Regions from separate parts of the Pan troglodytes genome. Here region 2 is linked to region 1. A link is a contact called in public HiChIP or PLAC-seq data. All regions are on one chromosome and are shown on one strand. The core of a region is the stretch at or near the end of the contact, and the rest is flanking DNA. Distances in the headings are between cores, read along the strand shown. Region 1 holds the start of MPC2 (mitochondrial pyruvate carrier 2). Region 2 holds the start of MPZL1 (myelin protein zero like 1).

Region 1 (5,002 bases), core at 2,150-4,649:
TTTCAATGACAATTCAATAACAAATACTGTTAGGCAAAATAGTAGGCAAAATCCTTGAATATTCACTCTGGATAACTCTTAAGACAATAATCAGTGTTTCCTCAGATTTTATTCAATACTCATCAGTCAACATATTTTTCAAGCTCCTCCATTTCTACACTGGTGTGCCTCCAACTTGTCGATCATAAATAATTCTGCTGTAATAGATATCCTTACTCTGTATGTTGCTCAAATTTTAGAACTGACAGTTATTGAGTCTAAGTGCAAACGCTGTGCTACATGTTTTAGAGACATTAGATCATCTGATTTTCACAACAATCCTGAAATGATTACAATTACTCCCATTTTATAGATGAGATAACTAAGGCAGGAATTTAGGGTCAAGGTCACACAGCCAAGACTGAAACGTAGGTCTATTTCCCTTCAAAGCCTAGCTCCTTTTACTACACTGAAAAAGGGGGTTAAAATAACTGAACGAATCCAAGGATTTTCAGGTGAAATGCACATCCTGCAAGTGAAAGGTAATCCCTCTTCATTCTGAAAGCTGAGTAGTATTTTAAGCAGTAATTACAGGTGGCTAAAAACTAAAGGCTTGGAAAGGATCAAGGTAAGACTACCCTCCAATTTTGTATTATTTTAAGTAGTTTAAAATTACTCTTACTCTGCCATGCCCTTGTCCTACAGCTAAAACACAAAGCTTATGAAGGTCAGGGTTGACTTCACATTCAGTTGACTCTGTAAACCCCAGATTATTACAAAAAGCATAGCTCAACCCTCCTTCCCGAAAATCTTTGCCACAAAACACAGCATAATTCCAAAAAAATTGAATGTTAAAAGAACTAAAAGGCAAATAAACAAAAACTTTTTAAATCAGTAACAAACTGTCCTTAATGATCAGTTTTATAATGGGTTCAATGTTGCAGAAAATAATATTAAGGGTTAGAGTATAATCCAGATGTTCAATTCATTCCATTATCAAACTGGAAATCAGATTTAGTAACCAGTTCAGACTCCAGAGAGCTGGTTCATAATCAGATAATGGGGGAACTAGACAACTTTCCTAATGATACCAACTGCAGAATACAGATTTTAACTATGTAGGAGAATAAAAGCCATTTTTCGGGTAGCACTTCAGTCTTTCAATTTACAACACATTTTCTAGTTTGCCAAGTCTTAGGCTTGAAACAGACCTCAGAATATATCTGATGTTAGCCCCTAGCAAATAAGTATCATTACAACTCACTTTATAGAAGAGGTAACAGAATTCTAGATCTTTAATAAAGGGATTGGAATCTTTCAGTTTCTTACAGTTTTTTTTTTTTTTCAACCACAAGAACACAGTTTTCCAGTAGGCAAAGAGAGATGTAACGTTTACTGAGCATTTACAAAGAGTCAAGCACATATGTTATCTGTCATTCTCATAGACCGCGTATTACACAAACAGAGATCTAGGCTTTTGCTCAAGGTCACAACTATAAGTGGTAGAAGAGAATGATATCCAGGTCTGTCCACACAAAAAGCTCTGGGTAGAGCTTGTTCAACAATTTCATAAATAAGGATAGACTTAAAAAAACACACTGGACCTATGGGATGAGAAATGACACTGACTCAAGCCTGGATGAAGTAAAGCATGCAGTTTGGGGGAGGGCTCAGTCTGCAGGCCTCAGCCAGCAGCAGCTGAAGAAAGTGACCTTTACTCCAAACCCTACAGTGCGACAAGCCACCCATCCAGCTCTGCCTAGCGTGGGTTAATATGCCACAATTCGAAAAGAGACAGAGAATGAGTGTTTCATGGTGGTCCCAGACAGTTTGGTGGCCGCAGAAGTTGAGAAGGCTCAAATCTGGAGATCAGGTTTGGGTTGGAGTCGTGCGTAAGGGAGCGGATGTCACATAGGTGGGGAAGGGAGCTGACTTGAGATACGTTGGCTTAGGAAGAGATGTTGCAGGAGAGAGGGTGAAATGCACAGGCTAGGAGAGTAGACGGCTTCACTTGAACGGAAGGGGTTGGGGCTGTGGATGCCTCTAGAGGCAGTTGTCAGAGGGCCTCTAAAAGGTCCATTTTAGAGGAAGCGAGAAGGAAGGTCTCGATAAGGCCATTCAGGGTCCATTACCTGCTGGATGGTTGTACAACGGCCTCAATTTCTCGGGCAGCATCAGCTCCACTTTATCGAGGAGCCGGTGGTAGGTGGCCCGTAGGCCTCGGGCACCGGCGGCCGACATCGCCGCCGAGGGATCGTTGGCAGCCGGGTGGGAGCGTGGCTGTGTTCTCGTCCCTGGCTGACAACGAAGGGGAGCTAGTCACTTTTCCTGCCACGACGACTCGCGTCCGCCTCTCGCCTGGAGTACCCTTCCCGCGTCTTTCCCTGCCCGCTGTGAACCGAAAAGCTGCGGCCCGGGCCCCGCGAAGGTTGAGGGGGCGGAGGCTGCCGACTGCCAGCCCCTGGTCCGCCTCCGGCCCCCGGCAGGAGAGAGGGAGGAGGAGCCATGGCAACAGGTGCCAAAATAATCACCTCACCAAGTCCGCGCTGCGCCCTGCTGGCAGCGCGCTTGCGCAGGCCGAGCTGCCCGCCATGATTGGCCCGCCCCGAGGCGCGGGCGGGGTCGAGCGGAAACCTCCTCCTTCTCCCCATGCCCTCAAGGCCATGTTGGAGAAGGGAAAGTGAAGCTGCGCTGGTTCTACTGCCCTTTCACTTTGATTAAGCAGGCCCGTAGTTAAAATGGGTTTTTGGGCCTTCAGTGCCTAAAGATGATGCCACACAATTCTCTTGCTTCTTTTGACTGGAGACTCGTGAGCGAGAGACTACAGAATTGAGTAGCTTCTCTCTCTACTCGTCTTTTATCCCTAGCGACTTAAGGATCTGGTTAGAGTGGCCCGAATGCATTCTTCCAGGGTGAGGGCAGCCGCGGCACACACCAGCCTTAGTCCCCAGGGTGGTCGTCATCTCGCGAGAAAGGGTTGGCGGGGAGGGTATCCAGGACGAGGAGAGGGAGGAGTCGCCATCGCCTCCGCCTCCGCCTCCTCCTGTTGGAGGGGGGCTGAGGGAGGAGACTGTTGCTGATCTTTGGATGTTCTGGTTAGTCTAAGGAGAGTATGAGGCGAGCTCCGGCCCGGGTGCGGCCGGGCTTCGGGGGCCCAGGCGCCGCTGCTGCCACCGCCATCTAACGCTGCGCCCTGGAGGCCCGGCGCGCGGATGGTGCCGGTGCGGCTCGGGTGTTGAAACGGGTGTCCCCTCCCCCTCCTCCCCTCCCCCACGCGGTGGTCTCCCCTCTCACCCGGCTCAGGCAGAGCCATGTCTCGGGGTGGCTCCTGCCCACACCTGTTGTGGGACGTGAGGAAAAGGTCCCTCGGGCTGGAGGACCCGTCCCGGCTGCGGAGTCGCTACCTGGGTGAGCGGGGGCCCCGGGGCGGAGGCGCTGAGGTCGCCGCCTAGAGTGGGGGAGGGGGCACGCTGCCGGGTCTGTTGGAGGTGGGACGGCGTCTCGGTGGGGGCGCCCGGAGACTCTGGGGTGTTGGGTGGGGCCTTGGTCGCCGAATCCCGTGCCGGTGCCTCCCCCAGTCAAGCCCCCTGTGCATGCTGCCAGCCGCCGCCCTTGCTGGGTTTTTCTCGGAGGGCCGGGCCGTGGGCCGAAGGTACTGGCTTGTAAAGGTGTTGGGGTCGCTAATGGGTTGGGACTCGGGGGACTTGCGGAACCTCCAGGAGCTGCCGCGTTTAGAGCAAAAGTTAGCTCTTTTGCTCTTTTCCAGCGCGCTTTCCCCGCTCAGCCGAAGAACCTAAGTTGTTGCCCACCCTCTCCTTCAATCTCCAGAGGGTTTAGGTGTCGGCTGCGACGCGTTGACCACCCTCAGGGACTTCACGCTCCAGACAGAATCCGTGTAAACTGTTTTTGCGGCGCTGAGCCAAAACCTAAAAGTGATAGCTGAGCTCTCCCCACCCCCGCGCGCTCTCCCAGTTCCACTCTGCGCTTCAGTTCGTTTTGACCGCTTAAAGGTGGTGTAGGGTTTCACGTTCCTCTTCCCACCCCTGGAAAACACACTTGGCATTTACAGTTTCGTAGTTAAGCTTTCTAAAAACAACCTTCAGTACTTGGGGGAACAGTATTCCGCTTTTTTCGTTTTGCATAACCTTTTTTTTTTTTTTTTGAGGATTCTAGGTCACGCCCGAGTCAACTAAAAAGTTTGGTTTCTTAAAAATGGACGTACTTAGTAAAGGTCTTTTTTGTTTCTTCCTGTATACTCTTCATTACTCTTTCTTTCTATTTGGAGATACGGCAAACAACATCATAAAATTTTTTTCTTTCCTGTTTTGCCACTTGCTAGTTAAAAAGTGTTTGTTGCTCTCATTTGAGTTCAAGTAAAGAGAAGAAAATGAAATCTCATTACAACCAACAGTTCTGGTTTGTAAATTATTTAAGAAAAGTTAGCATGCAATTTTTTAATTCTTTTTAGTGTCTCAAGTAAAATACGAATACATTTTGTTTATAAAAAAATAAAAATGAAGCAAAAATCCCTTTGATCCCTCCCATTCAATTTCACTCCGCCACCCTTAGAAATAATATTTTCTGTTTTCTGAATATTCTTCCAGACCTTTTTGTTTGCATTCTTACAAGTACATATGTACATGTACAAATGCTGGGGTGTGTGTGTGTTTGTGTGTGTGTGTATGAGAGAGACACCTGAACGCATGGTGTCATATTGTAAACATTGTTTTCGCTTCTCCACATTTTGGAGATCTTTCCATGGCAGTAAAAATAGATTGATTCTGTCTTTTAAATTATTACATAGTAGGTAACATTATGAAGTACCATAGGGTACTCAACCTTTCTTCTTTAAGTGGACGTTCGCCCTTACAGCATTTTAATGAACATCATTCTACAAGCTTCTGTGCATTTGTTGTAGGATAAGTACCTAGAGTGGTGATTAATCATTTTAAAATTGAATATAGCTAGAGTCTGGTTTTTTAAACTATTTACCAAAAAAAGTGTGCAGTTATTTCTTTTAGAA
Region 2 (5,715 bases), core at 2,963-5,462, 220 kb before region 1:
CTCTTCAAACAATAGGACCTCCAATACTAGTCACTGCTGTTTGACTATCTAAGGAAGCCACACATGCTAGACAGTGCCAGGCACATCCCCATCACAGTTGCACCTGGCTTCTCAGGAGTGATAGAAACAGGCTTATTGACCACCTCTGGAAGCAGAAGGGATGGAGAAGCACAAAAGGGCCTGCTTTACATTGCTTCTAATTCTGTGTCTCCATTCTACCAAGAACAAAGAAATGCAGTTTCAAGACCCCTGTTTTCTTTGTGGCTTAAAAATGTTAATTATCCTAATTTTTTTCTCATTGTAAAAGCAATGCATCTTTATTTTAGAAAATTGGTGGAGGGGAAGAAAAAATTTTAAGAAGCAAATAAAAAAGTATTTTTAAGTCCACTATCTAGGGATAACTAATGTTACTATTTTATGGATATTCTTCTTTTTTTTAGTGCATTATATACGTTTTGTTTTAATTCTTGGTTGGTGCAAAATTGGGATTTTACTATATCTAATTTTCTCTTTCTTTTTTGTAACATACTCTCATGAGCATGTCTTCATAAAGAATCACAAGTTTGATCATGAAAATGATACACTTTTGTGTTAACCAGAAACATCTGACCAGAACTAGGTCTGTATAAAACAGAGGGTAATAAGATGAACAGGTAATAAGATTCCTTGGTGAAAGTGAAGGTGTCCCAGCGGAGAGCAGTTCTTTCACAATCTACATCTGAGATTCATATTACCCCTCTGACCTCATGTACTCTCAGAACTTAAAAACAAGCAAAACCTTTTGAATGAAAAATGAAGAGGCTGAGGCAATTCCAAGAATTCATTAATAGTGATTCAATGAAGGGACTGCAAAATTCAGAGGGACACATGATCTAAACCTCATAAAAAGGATCACTGAGGGAAACCAAATAGAAATATGTTTAGTAAAACGTAGCTGAAGCTTTTGCTGGATATTGGTCTAGAATCTGGAAAAAGACACAAATTTTCAGTCAGATCCAAGTTTCTGTTTAAATTGGAGGAAGGCTTGCTGTGCGTGACACAAGCCTACCAAGACAACTGCCATGGCCTTCTAGTCCATTAGTACATAACCCCACAAGCAGCAAACAAGGCTCAGCATATGAGCATGAGGCCAGTCTTGTGTGCCAAGTTAGCGAGAAGGTTCCTTGGAGTGGTGAACCCATGTAATTAATTGTATTCTTATTCCTAAGGACTGATCTTGCTAGACAGAGCCAAGTCTGCACCACCTAAGCCTAAATTGGGTAAGAATTCAGTGGCCAGCAAATCGTAGTTATTAAATAGTCACTGAATCCCCATTACAAGTGATTTAAATGCCCATTCACAGTTTCAATAATGTCATCCCAGAGTTATTCTAATCATCTCCTAATGGATTTACTAGTTTTCTAATTTGTTTTACTCCTTTTTATGCATCTGACCCCAAGTCAAAATTGTTATCGTCAATAATACTTATTATCAGCATTCTCAAAAGCTTTGATGCCATCAAAACCCTTAAATGAAATTAAAAGATCAAATCATGGGCTTTAAAGTTATCTAAGAGCCACTGGTCCTCTTCTTCCACGTTTCCATCTTACTTTTTAACCAGCCAAGCCAAGCTCCTTAGCACAGAATTGCATCAAGAGTTATAAAAGTGGCCAAGGATCAGTGTTTATCTCTGTGACCAGGCCAACTCTGGGAGTGTGTCCTAAGGAAATAATCCAAAGTACATGGAAAGGGGCAGGGTGCAATGGCTCACGCCTGTAATCCCAGCACTTTGGAGGCCGAAGTGGACAGATCACTTGAGCCCAGGAGTTGGGAGACCAGCCTGGGCAACATAGTGAAACTCCATCTCTACAAAAAAATACAAAAATATTAGCCAGGTGTGGGTGAACTAGCTGGGTGTAGGTGGCACATGCCTGTCCCAGCTACCTGGGAGGCTGAGGTAGGAGGATCACTTGAGCCCAGGAGGTTGAGGCTGCAGTGAGCCATGATGGCACCACTGCACTCCAGCCTGAGTGACAGAGTGAGACCCTGTCTCAAAAAAAAAAAAAAAAGTATATACACAAAATTTCAACAAAATGTTTGACACCACTTACTTATACAGTGGAAGAATAATTAAGAAAAGGATGTGCCATTATCTTGATGGGATACTATGAAGCCATTACAAACTACTTAACGGAGTGGAAAAGCAGACTTGGGAACTTATTTTTATTTTTTATCCCTCTCCCCAGGCTTGGGAAATTAAAACAACAACGAACAAAAACAAACAAAAAACCCTTGAGAGTGTATACTCAGCAAAGATAGAAGTGTCCACCTCTATCATGTTCCACGCACATGGTGAGTGGCAGGAATATGTCAAAGCTCCCAGGAGTGGGATACAGTTCAGGCAAGGCAGAGAGAGCCCCAGCGAAGGCACGCATACTCTCAAAGGGAAGGAGGGAGACGCTTAGCTGCTCAGGACTTGCCCTAATGAAAACTCTCTCCCCAACCTTCCCCACCTTTGACCCATCCTCAAACTACCAAACAGTGTGTTAAAAGCAATATCCAGCCGGGCGCGGTGGCTCAATCCAACACTTTGGGAGGCCGAGAAAGGCGGATCACCTGAGATCGGGAGTTCGAGACCAGCCTGACAAACATGGAGAAACCCGTCTCTACTAAAAATACAAAATTAGCCAGGCGTGGTGGCGCATGCCTGTAATCCCAGCTACTCGGGAGGCTGAGGCAGAAGAATCACTTCAACCTGGGAGGCAGAGGTTGCGGTGAGCCGAGATCGCGCCATTGCACTCCAGCCTGGGCAACAAGAGCGACACTTCGTCTCAAAATAAAAAAGAAAAGAAATAAAACAATATCCAGTTCTCACACCTTAGGTAAGTAGGAGGAAGAAAAGTGGTCTCAGACAAGGACAGGGTGTCAATAGTTTTACGCACTTCCAAACAAATAGAAGGCGTAGACAGGGCTGCCCACCTTAGACCTGGCCCCTGCACCAGCCAGCGACAGGGCTCTCTACATCGCCAGAGTGGGCTAAAGAAAGGTTTTTCAGTGCTCGCTGTTTGTTCTGAGGTGTCTTCACTGCATTTCCCGTTACACTCCCCACCGGCATGAACCCTGGTCCTGACCTCCTATCGCTAAGTGTCGTCCCAAAAGCTCACTGACATTAAAAGGAAGAGAGGAAGAGAGAGAGAAAAGAGCAGAGAAGCGGGTGCACGTGGGAAGCTCTCGGTTAGCAGGTGACAGGGCAAAAGCACCACCAGGACCTGGAAGAACGTCTGACCAGGCTACAAAGCAATGGATTTCTTTTACGCTGAACTGAAAGTACCCTAAGAATGCAAGAGTGTTTTAGAAATAAGGGACCTCTGCAACTTGGCCACAGACTGCAAGGAGCCGGAGTGCAGAGTGGCGGGCTGGGGTCGTGAAGTGGGGGGAAGCGGTAAGAGCAGTCCGGAAAGCAGGCAAGACGAGCTAGACCCCAGGCCGGGAAACCACACCCGCGGGAGACCCCGCACTCGGACTCCCGCTCCTCTGGGCAGAAGGGCAGTAGGGCAGGCTCACATTTTCTGCTGGATGGGAGGGAAAAGACCCAGCCCACTGCCACTGCCCTCTCTCCTCCAAGCTACCGAGGTACCAATCTTCTCCCCCCTCTCCAGTCCCTTTCACACGCCCCAGCCCCCAGTTCTCCCACCCTCCAGCACCTCGGGAGTTCCTAGACCAGCGCCACCGCCAGCTCCTAGCCCTGTGGATTTATGTGAGCGACTTAACATCTCTGAGCCTCAGTTTCCTCATCTGCAAATGGAGATACAATGGCACCTAGGGGATTATTACGAATATCAGGTGAGTTCAATACAAGCAAAGGGCTTAAAAGAGTGCATTATCCCCAAATGAAGGTTCGGGGAGTTAACTTAATATTCATTCCTATGGGATTTCGTCTCCCACCACCCCTTTCTTAGCCAGGATTCGGGTATTCCCTTCCCTCGCTCGGACTCCCCGTCTTCATTCACCGACCCACTCGCGGAGCTAGCAGGCCCAGCTCTGCGTGCACTGACGGGCTGGGCGCGGGCGGGGCGCCGCCGGGACTTGGCACCGGGCTGCGTCCTGAGGCGCCCTGCCCCGCCCCGCACTGCCCCGCACTTTCCTCAGCCCGGGCTCCCGGGCGCCCGCCAACACTGCGAGTGGAACAGCCGGGGCGAGCCCGTACGCCGGAAGGCGGCTTCCGGGAGCGCGTGCGAACGTGGAGGCCCCGCCGGCGATAGGGGGTTGGAACGGCCGGACCAGGCAAAAGCCGGTCCCTCCCTGCTCCTCCACGCTGTGGGGCAGTAAGCGCTCCGGACCCGAGGCTTAGGGAATTAGAGGACACGCAGTATAAGGGTCGCAGGTCGTGGTTGCTCGGAACACGAGGTGAGAGGCGGAACAAGCTTGAAGGGAAGCTCTGGGAGCCCCGTTGCCGAGAGCGGCTCGTTGGTCTAGGGGTATGATTCTCGCTTCGGGTGCGAGAGGTCCCGGGTTCAAATCCCGGACGAGCCCAGGCTTTTACCCCCACCTACACCCGAAATTTAAAAACAGATTTTTTCCCCCTCATTCCCCACATATTCCATTCAGAAACTTAAATGAAAACATACTGGTCCCATGAGCTCAAACGTTGATCCCCTTTGTTTTTTGAAGCGAGGGACCATGTGAGCTCAATTAATACAACATATGGTTACTGTACGCCCAAAGGCAACGCCTTCAAATTGCTTTGTACCATGTAAAACACACACTCTTGAAAAACAGACGCCTAGTGCGGAATCCTGTGCACGCCTTTAACTCCTCCAAACGAGCAGGGGGCGTCATGGATTAGCATGTCCCGGGGTTCGGGAATGAGCATTGCCGAGGAAAGGGGCGCTCAGGAGATATCCCCACCCCCAATGAGGGGCACTGTCGTGGATGAATTTAAACCACGCCATAGGCAGCCAAGAACTGAGCTCCCGATGGCCCTGTACACGCGCTGCACCCAGGAATAGACAGCTAGGAACAATGTTTTCATAGTACAATACTACATTACTAGCAAACTTTTTACATTTTCAAAATGAGGCCTTTTAATGGTATTTCAATGTAGAGTGTGCTCTAAGTTTCCAAAAATCTCAATTTTGTGTTTTACTCTGACCAACCTGTATTTATTACGTTTAGTAATCTATCCCCCAAAAAATTCACCTTTAAGTGATTCTTACTCCAAAATAGGGCTCGTCCGGGATTTGAACCCGGGACCTCTCGCACCCTAAGCGAGAATCATACCCCTAGACCAACGAGCCGACATAAACTCCACCTTAGTGTCATCAGAAAGGAACACATAGCTATTTAGTCCCGCGCCCTCAAGTGGTTGCTCGCATGTTAGGATTCGATCTTTCGGTTGTGTTTGCTTTCTATAGATAGCGCGTTTTCAATTTTCTTTCTTTTCTGTTTTGCTCTTTGAAAATCAGTAACACAGAAGACAGCAAAATTGTCACTATCAGTATAATATCGACCTCTTATTTCGAAAATTGTAATTGTATTTCTATTCATGGCTAATCAATGGCTATTAGTGTGGGACAATGTCACTGTGGCAGATTCCAGACTCTCTCCGTTACTGAGTTCTGGATGTTTCATTCGTTCTCTTTCGCACTTTTCTGTAATGTTAAAATCTCGGTTTCTTGCCGATATTTTTTATTGTAATATTCAAAGCCCTACCTATCTAGCCTTGTGAATTCCCAT

The links. HiChIP or PLAC-seq counts read pairs in DNA pulled down with a chosen protein or histone mark.
Region 2: an H3K4me3 HiChIP or PLAC-seq map of stem cell-derived excitatory neurons shows a contact between it and region 1, with 5 times the contacts expected there. The contact joins the promoter of MPZL1 here to the promoter of MPC2 in region 1. A contact is called at or near these places in 1 of 7 Hi-C or Micro-C datasets (stem cell-derived neural progenitor cells) and 1 of 1 datasets of contacts at active chromatin or transcription factors (stem cell-derived excitatory neurons).

Annotation. Positions count from the first base shown.
Region 1 is chr1:81,171,149-81,176,150 of NHGRI_mPanTro3-v2.0_pri, reverse strand. It overlaps MPC2 (mitochondrial pyruvate carrier 2), which reads right to left and starts at 3,399. Exons shown (of 6, transcript XM_016931913.3): 1 at 3,274-3,399; 2 at 2,112-2,277. The coding sequence starts at 2,220. It overlaps DCAF6 (DDB1 and CUL4 associated factor 6), which reads left to right and starts at 2,497. Exons shown (of 20, transcript XM_063811648.1): 1 at 2,497-2,891.
Region 2 is chr1:81,394,457-81,400,171 of NHGRI_mPanTro3-v2.0_pri, reverse strand. MPZL1 (myelin protein zero like 1) reads left to right here and starts at 4,212. Exons shown (of 7, transcript XM_524952.8): 1 at 4,212-4,386. It overlaps TRNAP-AGG (transfer RNA proline (anticodon AGG)), which reads right to left and starts at 5,276; the gene lies at 5,205-5,276. TRNAP-CGG (transfer RNA proline (anticodon CGG)) reads left to right here and starts at 4,441; the gene lies at 4,441-4,512.